Regions from separate parts of the Mus musculus genome. Here all the other regions are linked to region 1. The links are chromatin contacts, called in public promoter capture Hi-C maps. All regions are on one chromosome and are shown on one strand. Each heading gives the region's core, a stretch centred on a gene start, on an enhancer-like site or on the middle of the called end of the contact. The rest is flanking DNA. Distances are from core to core; before and after follow the strand shown.

The links. Promoter capture Hi-C pulls out the DNA fragments that hold promoters and counts their contacts.
Region 2: a contact with region 1 is called in a promoter capture Hi-C map of liver, with 4 times the contacts expected there. The contact joins the promoter of Nudt6 here to the promoter of Ttc14 in region 1. A contact is called at or near these places in 2 of 39 promoter capture datasets (liver and pre-B cells) and 1 of 484 Hi-C or Micro-C datasets (CD8 T cells).
Region 3: a contact with region 1 is called in a promoter capture Hi-C map of pre-B cells, with 6 times the contacts expected there. The contact joins the promoter of Mynn here to the promoter of Ttc14 in region 1. A contact is called at or near these places in 1 of 39 promoter capture datasets (pre-B cells) and 5 of 484 Hi-C or Micro-C datasets (CD4 T cells, Th1 cells, pre-B cells and 1 more).
Region 4: a promoter capture Hi-C map of pre-B cells shows a contact between it and region 1. The contact joins the promoter of Sec62 here to the promoter of Ttc14 in region 1. A contact is called at or near these places in 1 of 39 promoter capture datasets (pre-B cells), 1 of 484 Hi-C or Micro-C datasets (CD4 T cells) and 1 of 9 other capture datasets (liver).

The regions. Positions count from the first base shown.
Region 1 is chr3:33,798,498-33,801,623 of GRCm38.p6, forward strand. Ttc14 (tetratricopeptide repeat domain 14) reads left to right here and starts at 1,686. Exons shown (of 12, transcript NM_027619.4): 1 at 1,686-1,939; 2 at 2,459-2,583; 3 at 2,694-2,893. The coding sequence starts at 1,782.
Region 2 is chr3:37,417,993-37,421,118 of GRCm38.p6, forward strand. Nudt6 (nudix (nucleoside diphosphate linked moiety X)-type motif 6) reads right to left here and starts at 1,604. Exons shown (of 5, transcript NM_001291044.1): 1 at 1,350-1,604. The coding sequence starts at 1,578. It overlaps Spata5 (spermatogenesis associated 5), which reads left to right and starts at 1,958. Exons shown (of 16, transcript NM_001163511.2): 1 at 1,958-2,508. The coding sequence starts at 2,349.
Region 3 is chr3:30,600,576-30,603,701 of GRCm38.p6, forward strand. Mynn (myoneurin) reads left to right here and starts at 1,512. Exons shown (of 8, transcript NM_030557.3): 1 at 1,512-2,120; 2 at 2,929-3,126. The coding sequence starts at 2,960. It overlaps n-TVaac8 (a tRNA gene), which reads left to right and starts at 695; the gene lies at 695-767.
Region 4 is chr3:30,791,351-30,794,476 of GRCm38.p6, forward strand. Sec62 (SEC62 homolog (S. cerevisiae)) reads left to right here and starts at 1,526. Exons shown (of 8, transcript NM_027016.2): 1 at 1,526-2,033. The coding sequence starts at 1,998.

The DNA.
Region 1 (3,126 bases), core at 436-2,935:
TCAAAAGATGGCCTAGTTGGCCATCACTGGAAAGAGAGGCCCATTGGACTTGCAAACTTTATATGCCCCAGTACAAGGGAACGCCAGAGCCAAAAAGGGGGAGTGGGGGGGAGGGGAGTGGGGGGGGAGGGTATGAGGGACTTTTGGGATAGCATTGGAAATGTAAATGAGGAAAATACCTAATTTAGAAAAAAAAAAGATCTGAGGCCACACCTTAGGTAGCCACATTAACCTTCAGTGTTATAGCTTTATGCCTTTATTCTTATCTGTCTTCCACAAACAAACAGAGTCACTCCGAGCCAGGGCGTATTTTCATCTTTAGAGTCTAGTGTTTGTTACAGGATATACATATGTGTTTACTATTTTTTGTTTGTTTTTTGGTTTTTGTTTGTTTGTTTGGTTGGTTGGTTGGTTTTTCGAGACAGGGTTTCTCCGTGTAGCCCTGGCTATCCTGGAACTCACTCTGTAGACCAGGCTGGCCTGGAACTCAGAAATCCACCTGCCTCTGCCTCCCAAGTGCTGGGATTAAAGGCGTGCACCACCACGCCCGGCTTATGTGTTTACTTTTAAGATGAAATTTGAAATCACAGTAAAAGTAGGGTTAGAAACCAAGCAGTGAAAATCTGTTTGGAATATTCTGCTTTCTTCATTTCCTTCACCATTTTCGTACCCTGTACCACCCCCTCCCAACAGTTCATTAAACTATTCATATTTCTTTAAAGTTTCTTGGAGAGTTTTTAAGTTAAAAAAAATGTAGGTGGGGTTGTAGCTCAGTGGTAGAGAGAATCCTTGGCTAGCATGCTGAAAACCCAAGCACTAACCAACTCCCTCACTTTCCATTGTACCCCCTCTGGTCTGGTCAACTATCCAGTGTCCTGTCCCTTTCAAAAATCACGTATTTGTCACGAAAGAAAATGAATTCGAAACCCCTGTAACTGGAAAACAAACAAACAAACAAAACAAACAAAAAAACAAACAAAAAACAAACAAACAAACAAAAGCCCTGATGGTATGGGTGTGGTGCCCAGGTGTAGAACAAAGTTGTGTGGGGTTATGGGTTACACTCGGTGTAGAGCTAGCACTGAAGTGTAGCCAGCAAACGCTGGCCAGTTTTAAGTAAGCCACCTAAAGCACTCGGTACCAGTGTGTACCAGGCAGCCCACAGATATCACCCTAGTAGTAGGCAGCTTATCCTAAAACTCCTACAAAGCCACGCCAGAACAGAGCATGCGCGCTGCGCTTTAAAGCTCTCCGGGCTGGTGACAGCCACATCCCTCTAAAAGGCAGCGAGAAACAAGGTGGACACGCCTCCAGCCGCCGCCAAGTCAACTGTAGGTCCTTGTCTGTCTGCCCCACGTCGGTCTAGCAGGCAGCTTTCCTGCGACCGCCACCTTGAGGCAATCCTGAGGGGACGCGGGCGCCGCCCCGGGCAGACAGGACTGAGGAAACTTCCTCCGCGGCCGCCCAGCCACCCTTGCACCGCTGAACTCGGCAGCACCCGGTGAAAAAGAGACCGGAGCTCTGGCCTTGGCGACCTAGGAACCACACAGCCCGACGTACGTGCTAAGCTCAGGCGTCCCCACACGTCACACCTCCAGCCTTACTCCGCCCTCGGCGCCAGACCCGCTTCGCGCTTCCTGCGGGTTCCCGTAGTCCCGCCAGGTCTCGCGAGACTGAGGCAGCTCGCCGCCGCGAGCGCTTCCGGGAGGTTAGCGCGTCCGGGCAGCTTCCCTCGGCTTGCGGGAGCGCGGGCTCGGACGCCGGAGCCTGGCGGGCTCGCCATGGACCGCGACTTGCTGCGGCAGTCGCTGGGCTGCCACGGCCCGGCCCTGCTGTCGCTGCTGCGGAGTGAACAGCAGGACAACCCGCACTTCCGGAGCCTGCTGGGCACGGCGGCCGAGCCAGCCCGCGGCGCGGCGCCTCCTCCGGGAGCCGGCAGGTATCGGGGCCGTGACCCGGGCCGGGGCGCGGGGCGGACAGGAGGGACCGAGCCCCGGGGTGTGTGACCAGGCACTGGCTCCGGGCTGAATGGCCGGGATGCGCCTTCCGAGCCGCCGCCAAAGCTTCCCTGCTCCCGTTTCCAGAGAGAACGGGCTTAAAACTTCTTCCGGAACTCAGTGGGTAAAGTCACTTTCCATCGAGCGGCCTGACCTGACCGATTCCCAGGCTTCGCAAGGGTAGGCGAGAACCAATCCCAGCCTTGTCCTATGATCCCCCAGTTGCACACGGTGGCACATGGACGCCACATCACAGCACTAAATAAATGCATACTGAAAAGCTAAAATAAATAAAACTTCCCCTGGAGACACTAAGCAGGGTTGGGTGATGAAAACTGCCGTACACGAGTTTGGATGTATGAGAGCGTGGATCAGTGAAAAAAAAAAAAAAAAATATATATATATATATATATATATATATATATATATATGTACATGTATATAGTCACCTTTCTTTTAAGGAAAGAGAAGAGAGTTGACAACATTGAAATACAAAAATTCATCTCTAAAAAAGCGGATCTGCTTTTTGCACTGTCTTGGAAATCAGACGCATCTCCACCCTCTGAAGTGCATGACGACAATGACAGTAAGTTTAGTCTGAGAAGCTTTTCAAGATTTACTGGTTAGTTTAAAGCATTTTATCAAAGGAGAAGGAAGTCAGAATGATCGTGGTGATTTGGTTTTATTTTATTCCAGATCTTTATGCGGTCATGCCACCCTTAGAGCAGTTCATGGAGATGCCAAGCATGGACCGGAGAGAGCTCTTCTTCCGAGATATTGAACGTGGTGATATAGTGATTGGAAGAATTAGCTCTATTCGGGAGTTTGGTTTTTTCATGGTGTTGATCTGTTTAGGAAGTGGCATCGTGAGAGATATTTCGCACTTAGAAATCACAGTAAGTCACTCTACACTCATCCCATGCAAAAATTATGTGCTTATCCAAGTCTGTTTACATTTACCTGGTAGGATATTGGGGGGGGAGGGTTAAAGATAAGCTGAAAAAAAAAAAAAAAAACAGTAGTTGTTCTTACCAAAAGCCTTAGAGAGCTGGACATTGACAGTACATGCCTTTAACCCTAGTTCTCAGGAGGCAGAGGTGGGCTGAACAGAGGTGGGTTCAAGGCCAGC
Region 2 (3,126 bases), core at 354-2,853, 3.6 Mb after region 1:
ACTATCTGAGTTATGTAAAAGCAGTGGTAAATAGTGACCTTCATATGCAATATGCTTTAACAGCCTTTACTAACTCATTACAGACAACATCTAATCTCCTTAAAGAGACATCGAATCAGGCTTTCTCCTCAGATAAGCTCCTGTTTACAGGAACTGCCAACTAGTTTGGTTTAATTCCATCACAACAGAACTATTGGAAGCTCAAGAACAGTGTGAAGAAAGCAAAGACCAGAGCCAGAGGGAGGTACCCGTTGTCTCTGGGCCTTGGCACCATCATCCTTCAACTGGGCAGAGCATGTACTTCCAGGTTATGGAGATGAGATACATTCCTAGTTGTTAGATTCTTAAAACAATGTCTAATACTTGATAATGACAGTGAAATGTTTTATTAAAGGGGTCTCATTCAGCGTGTCTTTGATCACACTTATCCAGTATTCAGAGCTGGCTAGCATTAGAAGTCTTTTTAGTGGTCATTTGATTAATGAATACCTGGAAAAGTTCGTAACACAATCTTGAACTCGAACCTTGGACTTGTTTCAAGATCCAATACACTTCTGGAGTGGTGCTTAGATTATCATCTCCCACTGGGAAAAACTATCTAAGTATGGCAAATGCCTGTGCCCATCCATATACGTGCACATATCAGAGGATGAACTGATTCGATTCTCCTACTGGTGAAAGTGTTGAAGTCTAAGCACTTATAAGCAGGAGAGATGATGTTAAATAGCCTTGTTTGAAGATTAAACAGCATTAGAGTCGCTAACTTGCCGTGTTTGTTGCTCACAGAATAAAGATCATTTGTGGTTTCCTGGTTATGTGAAAGGATCTTTTCCATTCCATGCTAAATTTCCATGCTATGCCTTCAGTTTGAAAAACAGGCTGTTCTAACAAATCAGACACTTATCCCAAAGTGAGGGGGACTCCTTCACACAAGCATCCTTTCAGATAACTGGGTTCACCGTTCAAAGCCAGTGATGTACCAGTGATGTGTTCCTACTGAAAACTGCAAAGCTCTGTGGGTAGATGCAAGCACTGGCACCCATCCCGGTTAGGAAACCGTTTTGCTTGGCAAAGCATGTGGCAGAATCCAAGTAGCAGCAAAACTAAGGTTGCAAGGTAGCACACAGTGAGGCTGTCAGTGTTTACTAAGAGTTAAAGGCGTGGCCGACACCGTGCTAGGCGCTGCGAATCCCGTGTCAGTCTCAGGGGCAAGCATTCAGGGTTCGGGCCGGGACGTGGCTGAGGGCACTTCCAGGTCACAGCGAGAGGACCGCTGGGTGTCCTTTCAGCTTTCACCTCAGAGCCCACACGCTCCGCCCTGGTTTCCGGGGCCCGAGACCCGCACTTGCCCTGCAAGAGCCTCCGGAAGGCGGCGGCATCCAGCCCGTGCAACGTATGGTGCCGCGACAAGTGCACCGAGACGCCCCCAAATCTGTCCAGCTCGCCTTGTAGCTCGGCCCCGCAGGAGCCCGGGGTCTCCAGGCCGCCCGAGGCTGTGCGCCGCCCCGGCCGGAGCCTGGCTCCGCCCGCGTAAAGCAATGTGGAGAACCAGTAGCGGGTCCTCCTCACCCACCACATGGCTGCACCTAGCCTTTCCGTTCTCCCCTTCCCGCCCCGCCCACATCGCCTGACGTAGCATCTCTTCCCTGTCGCACGCCCCGCCCCTTCCAGCCCTGCCCGGTCTACCACGCCAGACGTAGCCTGGTCTCATCCTGGGCGCACGCCCCGCCCCTTCCCGCCCCGCCCACATCGCCTGACGTAGCCTTGTCTCCTCCAGGGAGCACGCCCCGCCCCTTCCCGCCCCACTCTCGTGACCCCGTGCAACCTCACCTCTTTCCGGCGATCGCCCCGCCCCATCTCGCGGCGAACACTCTCAGGCCTCTTCCGGAGCTCGCTCCGCCCCTTTTCGCTGGGAGGAGGGCCGACCGTAAACTCTCGAAACGTGTCTCCACCCGCTAAGCTTGAGCTGGACTTGCCATTTGGTAGAGCTTAGTGGAGCTGACTGTCCTCGACGGGTCTGGAACAGAGAGGAGAAACTTTCGGATTTTGTTGTTGTTACTTTAAGCCCAACCACATTCGCTTCGGGACTAGGCAAAGCAGCGGAACAGCCGAAGTCCACTTTTCAAGGGTTCATAACGTCAACGGCGGTGCCTACGCCTAGCCCTTCTTTCTTTCCGAAACGGTGTCTTGCGAGACCCTCGCTCTCCGCCTCCGCCTCGTGGGTGGCGCTTCTACGCGGAGCATTACGGCGTGCGCGCCGCGCCGCTGACCTCTGACCCGGAAGTTTGATCCCCGTGCCGCGCACGTTGAGCCGGCTCGGGGCTGCTTTTCTCCGACAGCCTGCGGTCATGTCTTCCAAGAAGAACCGAAAGCGGCAGAAGGAGGGCGCGGAGGGCGCCTCGCCCTCGCTCTCTGCGGCTCCGTCCCGCTCAGGGACCTCGACTCCTTTCGCCCAGCCGAGCCCGGCGGCGCCGGGGATGCTGGTGGTGACCAACTTCCTTGAGAAAGGTGAGGAAAGCGCGGGCAGCCGCGGGGCTGAGGCGCCTGAGGGGAGCGCGGCGTGTGGAGGTGGGCGTGACGCGGGAGCCCGCGGACCGCCAGGCGGCCCGGCCCGAGGCGCCCGCCCGGCCCTCTTTGCAAAAAGTTGAGGATTGCCTTTTTACTTTTTCCTCTTTCATACGTACTTCGGGAGCACTGGCGATGGCGTACGCCACGGGACCTTGACTAGCAACCCTCGAGGTGGCCTTGGCTCCTTGGAGACTCACTGTCCAGTCAGCCCGGCAAAAACGGTTCTTACCTAGTGAGCCTAGCCTGCGCTCAAACGCTAACTTGTGACGATGAACGCGTACTGCCTAACAGCGCTCTGGCTGTAGGGACAACGGCAGCGTTTAGTTACTGCTGTTGACTAGTCGCACCCTGGTGTTAGTCCTAAGTTATCCCGTCACGTGTGCCGCTCCTCTGGTTTTTCACAGAAACTGTGGTCAAAATGAGTACGGAAAGGTCAGGTCCCCATCTCACAGATCAGAAAAGGCTAACGGAGTCGCATATCAGGTACCCAGGCACCAGTGGCTGGCAGAGTCCGTGTTGGAGTACAGGTCTCTTTGATTCCGGAGCTGTTTGTCTGAG
Region 3 (3,126 bases), core at 262-2,761, 3.2 Mb before region 1:
CCTTCCCCCCTTATTTCATCCTTTTCTTCATCTTCTGGATTATATCTCTAGGTCCTCCGAAGCTAATTTTCATTTCCTGAGGTTGATGTTTTAGGAATAAGAACATGTCTGCCATTTGGTAAGAATATAAATGCCTTAGATCATTATGAAGTTCAGTTCAGAAAAAGAAAGTACACTGCGCAGCAAAAAATGAACGTCTTGGTGTCTGGTTTCGCGCATCCTTTAGGGGCTTTAAAACAGCACACAAATAGAAGCTTTGGTTTCGAAGCAGGATGGGGAAAAGGGTAATTTACACGTGCTTCCACCAAAACCCGCCAAAGCACTGTACTGCGCCAAATCACAGGCCCTGGCTACAGCGCGCCGCTGCTTCCCAGCTGGAGGAAAGCATAACCTGTCTAAAATGAGAAAAAAAATGAAATTCGGCCAGGAACTAAGTGTGCCTGCTGGTCTCTAGTGGTGTACCCGCCGGGCTTAGCAAAACAAGAAAAAGACAGAATGAATGAAAGGAAGGAAGGGAGAAAAAGAAATTGCAAACAAGTTCAAACTTTTAAATAGTCTCAGCCTGTTAAGTTAACTGTGCTTTGTTAATATTTTTTCTCTCTCCTCATTGAAAAATGCATAAACCTTAAACAGGTGTGAAACGTATATGACGACATCACATAAGAAGAACATTTCAACACACCAGTGCAACCAAGTTTCCGTAGTGTAGTGGTTATCACGTTCGCCTAACACGCGAAAGGTCCCCGGTTCGAAACCGGGCGGAAACATATCTTTTAAAACGGTAACCCGCCCATTAAAGAAACGACCTTGAATCAGCTGTTTTAATGTTGATAACAAACGCCCCAACACACAGACGAGAGCAGCAACAAAAAGGGCTGATGAAGTAGGTAGCTACTGATTCTAGAAGGCATTCTCCCAATCTCTAGCCTCTGAAGCATGTCTGTATTCAGTTTTCTCCCCTCGAGATTCCATTTCCCCCCCCTCCTGTCAGGCTAAATTTTGTTCTTAATTTATATGTCAACTTCACTAAATATTTCAGAATTAACACATTATCGAAAGGGTTTGACAAAAAGATGAAATTAAAAAGAAATTTATACTCAGACATATAAAAAAGTAGCCTCAACATTTTTCTTATAAAAACGACTCGTGGTTTTATTCACAAATTCTTCACAGAGATATAAGCAAAAAGATTCCGGTATGGAAAAAACTCTCAGAGTTTTTGAGACTGTCTTTTAAATAAAGTCACAGGTAAATTCCTTAAAAAGCATAAACGTAACTTATACCAACAAACGTTTCAGTTGTGCTTTTTAAGATTTATGACGTCCGCAGGTTCTAGGGAAGAACACATCAAAACTTAACTTTGCTCTTCTCCCTTTACTGCACTAACTCTGATTTCGAGGTAAATAACTGTGCTAAAATTATTCTGGTTCAGACGTAGGAAAACCTTTTCCGGTAGAAAGCCCACCTTCCTCCCACGTTGCGCATGCCCAGTGTGCCCTGCTGCTTTGCTTTGCTTTCGAACATCTCATCTCTGTTGCCAGGTAAGGGCATTCTGGTAGATGAGCTTTGGTGAGCCGGTTCAAACAGAATTCTGGGGGTCCCAAGAGCTTTCGGATATGCAAAAGAGGAAGGAGTGATTGGTCTCGACTTAAGCATATCCCTCCCACTCGCCCCGGTCAAGAACCAGGGTGCACAACACAGTCATCTCCACTGGAGGGGCGCTAATGAAGACAGGATGACAGGCGAGGAAAAGAACTACAACTCCCAGCATGCAGCGCGCAGCGCGGTTCCCGGAGAGGCCGGCTCTGCACTCAAGCCCGGTCTCCATCCAGAATCTGGGCCGACAGCTGCGGGCTGACAAGGTGAGCAGCTCGCACCGGATGCGAGTGAGCAAGGAGGTGTGATCCGGAGACCTGGGCATGCCGGGAAGTCAGGGCTCTGAGACCCAGCTCGCCGGCCCTAGTAGACTTTTAGCGTCCTATCTCCGGTGTCCCCAATGGACCACACACCCGGACGTGACGCTATCGCAGAGGAGGAAGGGAGAGGCGGAGCGTCGCAGTGACGTCCTCCCAAGATGGCGGTGAGAGAGTGAAGAAACTGTTTCCCTTGGGCGGCTACGGGTGAGTGCCGCCCTCTGTCTGGCCTGTCGTCCCTGCGTTCTGGGATCCCGGGGTCTTATGTGGTCCGGCGCCTCGGAGATCGAGCGCGATTCGGGGCGGAGGAGGGTGTCTAGGCAGAGGCAGCGTCCGCGGTATATGTAGTCATGGCCGGTGCCGTGGGAACTCGCGGGAGTGCAAGCTGGGAGTGCAAGGCAGCGGTGGCCGGGGACTGGCTAGGACTGTCGCCCTCCGCCGCTGCCAAGCAAGCAGCGGGCAGGCAAGGGGTGTGTCCTCCTCCGGAGAGTGATGGAACCTTTGACACAGCGGGTCGGGGCGTTCCCGCCCCCTTGCACTTGCCTGGAGCTTGGAACCTCACCATCTCTGCTTACAGGGTTCAGTGATCAGAGAGCAATGGGAACAACTCGTATCGTGTTCTTATCCTGTTTCAAGGAGGCTTTTCTTAGTCTATTTGTTTAAGCACCTTCAGGTAAAGATGCCTGTTGGAGCTTAAAAGTTTGAGGGGTCAACTCTAGAAGCTTAGGATTTTACGGCCCTGTTTACAACTGTGACATGTTTTTTTTTGTTGTTGTTGTTTTTGTTTTTGTTTTTTTCACTGCCTTTTATTGCATTAGTGTTCTAGTGCAGTAAAACAAAGAAAAGCATTTAATCACCACGAGTGTTCGATGAGGCTTTTGGGGGTTGGGAGGCAAAGGAAGAGCTGTGTTCTTTGGGTTTAGTCTTTTGTCCCACACTCCCTTACCGCTGCATGGGTGAATGTTTGATGAAAGCTTACGGCTATCAGTTCACCGTCTCTTCTTGTCTTTTTTAGATCAAGGGTGAAATCCCATTCTGCTAGCAAAATGCAGTATTCACACCACTGTGAGCACCTTTTAGAGAGACTGAATAAGCAACGGGAAGCGGGATTTCTTTGCGACTGTACCGTAGTGATTGGAGAATTCCAGTTTAAGGCGCATAGGAATGTGCTTGCCTCCTTTAGTGAGTATTTTGGGGCGATCTACAGAAGCAC
Region 4 (3,126 bases), core at 276-2,775, 3.0 Mb before region 1:
AGATCTGACTAAAAAGTCCTCCTCAGCCTAGTTCTGTTTCTTTCTCTGTCGGCAGCACTTATACATCTTTTAGAACACATGATCACATGGTAAAAAGTTCGTCACAAGTTTACTCATAAATTCAAATCATAAATTGAAATAGAAGTTTACAGCAGAGAATGTTTACATGTATATCCATTAGGAGTAATTACCTGGCTAAACATTCATCCCCTGTCACAACTCTACAGGGTCACAGAGAGTTAAAAAACATAACCAAGTTACTAGTGAAGTTTTGTATAGATAAACCCAGTCAACATTGTATCTTCTGTCCTAGCACCTATAATATAATCGTAGTTCCCTTTTTATGACTTTTGGTTAATGGTTTTACAACCTTTTGGAATGTGCTCTGAGTAGTAGAGGCAATTAACTGGTGACAGAGACTGGCAGAGTTCTCATTGCAGTTTTGACAGCTTAATACATACTGGTACAATTTTAGGAATCCTTACAGGATCATCATTAAGAATTAAGTCATCCATTTGTCTATATAGCATCCCTACAAGACAGTACATCTCTGTAGATCTGCAACTGCAGAGATCTGCTCAAAGAGGTAGGCTAATACCTAGTGATTGTTATATATGTTTAATAATAACAGGAGAAGCATATTAATAGTAGGAATCTTTCCTAAAATTATTTTCTCCTGGGCTTTGCCTATGGGAGCAAATCTGTCACGGATTATGTTAATCTGAGGCACACAATCTCAGGGAGATCATCTGCTAGCTATTAGCTTGTCCTGACAATCATCTGGGTAGGAAAGGCTAGAGAAAACAAGATATTGTATGTTCCAAGTTTTGTGTTAATACGTAAGAATTATTAGTTCTCCCCTGCTTCCTGACAGCAGAGCCAAATTACAGATCTCTTGAGAGTAGAATTGCATAGTTAAAAACAAAAACCACCAACCTTCAGCTATCTTAGTATATAAATGATCAGGCATCAAAGTACTGAGCTTTGCTTCAACTACATATTATTATGTCAGATATATGAAATAGAAAACTTTAAGGATTTTGAAATTAAGTTTACAATGCAAAACTGAAAAAAAAAACCACAACAACAAACAGGCTACCAGGTTCCATGATGTTTGGGGGGGAACAGAGAAGACTTATAAATTCAACATACACACACATCCCATGTACACGCAAAGTGGATATAAAGGACAAAAGAAATTTAAAATGATTAACTGACTCAAGGGATAGAATTAAACTTTATTGGTTTTATCTTTTCTGCATTTTTTCAACTTTCTTACAGCCACAATGTCATCAGAACTTGTACCTAAGCACTTAACTACCCATGTCTTTGGTCTAGAAAGTTCTGGAATAATAGTCATATAGCAGGTCGTCAGAATAGTCATATAGAAGTGGCCTGCAGTCTACTGCATCCCAACTAGTCTTGCTCCTTTCCACCTTAACTTCCCTGGGCTCATCCAGCCTTCTGGAGTCTAAGGATGGGTTGTGAGGTGTCACGTGAGGAGCGGACATTCCAAGGCTTTGGGGACGAGCTGTGTTTAATGGAGTCAGACTCTGAAGTTGTTTTCCACCTTTTAAGGGGAACTTGGCGGGACTGAAGTGGGGTGCCACGGGGCTCGCTGGGGCAGGAAGCGCCACAGGTGACGCTGTGCGCCCCGGTGGTCCCGGCGGCGTCAGCGACTCTGAGGGGCGGGGCCCGGGGATCTGTGTTTACACGCCAGCCAGGTGACTCGGGCGTTCAGTCAGGGCTGAGAGCCGACGCGACTTGCCAGCCTCCAGCGCTCTGACTCACGTGGCGCCGGCCTCCGGGACCAGAAGCAGAAGCAGCCCGCGTCGTCCGCCACCGCACGGACGGCGGGAAGACCACGGAGGCCGCCCCCAGCCCAGAGCCCGCGGCGGGTTACATAACGGGCCGCGAGCCGCCGCGCTCTCGCGAGATCTCAGCCGCCCCCTCCCCGACTCGCTCCACGTCAGAAGGAACCGGGCGGAGCGGCCAACATGGCGGAACGCAGGCGACACAAGAAGCGGATCCAGGTAGCTCGGCGGGGCCGTGGGACCGGGGACGGGCTCGGGCGCGCTGGGACGAGGAGGGACAGGGGGAGACGTCCCGAGCGGCCGGACGCCCGGAGGCCGTCTCCGCGGGGTCGCGGCGCCGGGATGGTCTCGAGGCGGGACGGTGTTAGCGGCCGCTCGGCCGAGGGCTCTGTGGTGCGTCCGGGGAAGGAAGGAGGGAGGGAGGCGCGGCGCTCGAATCCCGCGTCCGGCCCCGCGTTCCTGCGGCGGAGGGCTCGGGCCTGCGCGGGGAGCGCGGACGCCAGGCGCCGGCCGGCCTCCCTCCCTCCTCCGTGTCTCCCTGGCGTCCCGATATTAAGGCCACGGTAGCTGGGGTGGAAGGAGGGCTGACCTGCGGCACCGCCGCCGGTTCTTTGTGCTTGCAGACGGTCGGTCGGTCAGCTGGCCCCGGGCCGCCCGGCCCCAGGGCTCCTTCCAGATGTTAAGCGGCGTGTGCCCTCCATTCCCCTCCCAATGGCTCTTTTAACCGAATAGCCGGGCTTGAACCTTGCCGGCTTTCTTCCAGGCGACACGATGTAAACAAACCCTGCCCGGTCAGTGCTGCAATGGGCTGGTGGCACCCAGAAACCTTCCACATGCCAGCTTGTCAGCCTCACGCCCTACATACTGTGCCTCCCTCATCCCTTATGAATGTCACCTGAGCATCTCTTCCCCGCAGTTTTCGCCCTGTTGGGTGTCCTTTGTTCGATGCACCTTAAACATGGATGTGAGCGCCTCAAGAGCTCACTCAGAAACCAAAGGCCTAAGTTGATGGTCTCTAGTAAGTTGTTAATATGTCAGTCACAAGTTGTTACACTCATTCTTGTCTTTCTGTTCCCCACGTAGGATGTCTTTTTCTGTTTTCCTTTTATATCCATTTTTTTAAAGACTTATCAAGTTATTGGCCTACAGGCCTTTTGAACTATGTAAGTTACAGTTGAAAACAATTTTAAATACTGTGGGAAAGATACCAGTGTTCAGTGAGTGTGGAAGTTGGCAGGTGTGACAAGATAATTTTGAACAGGTTACAGAAGGGAACTAGAGACAGATTCCAAGTTCACATAGGTTTTTAAAA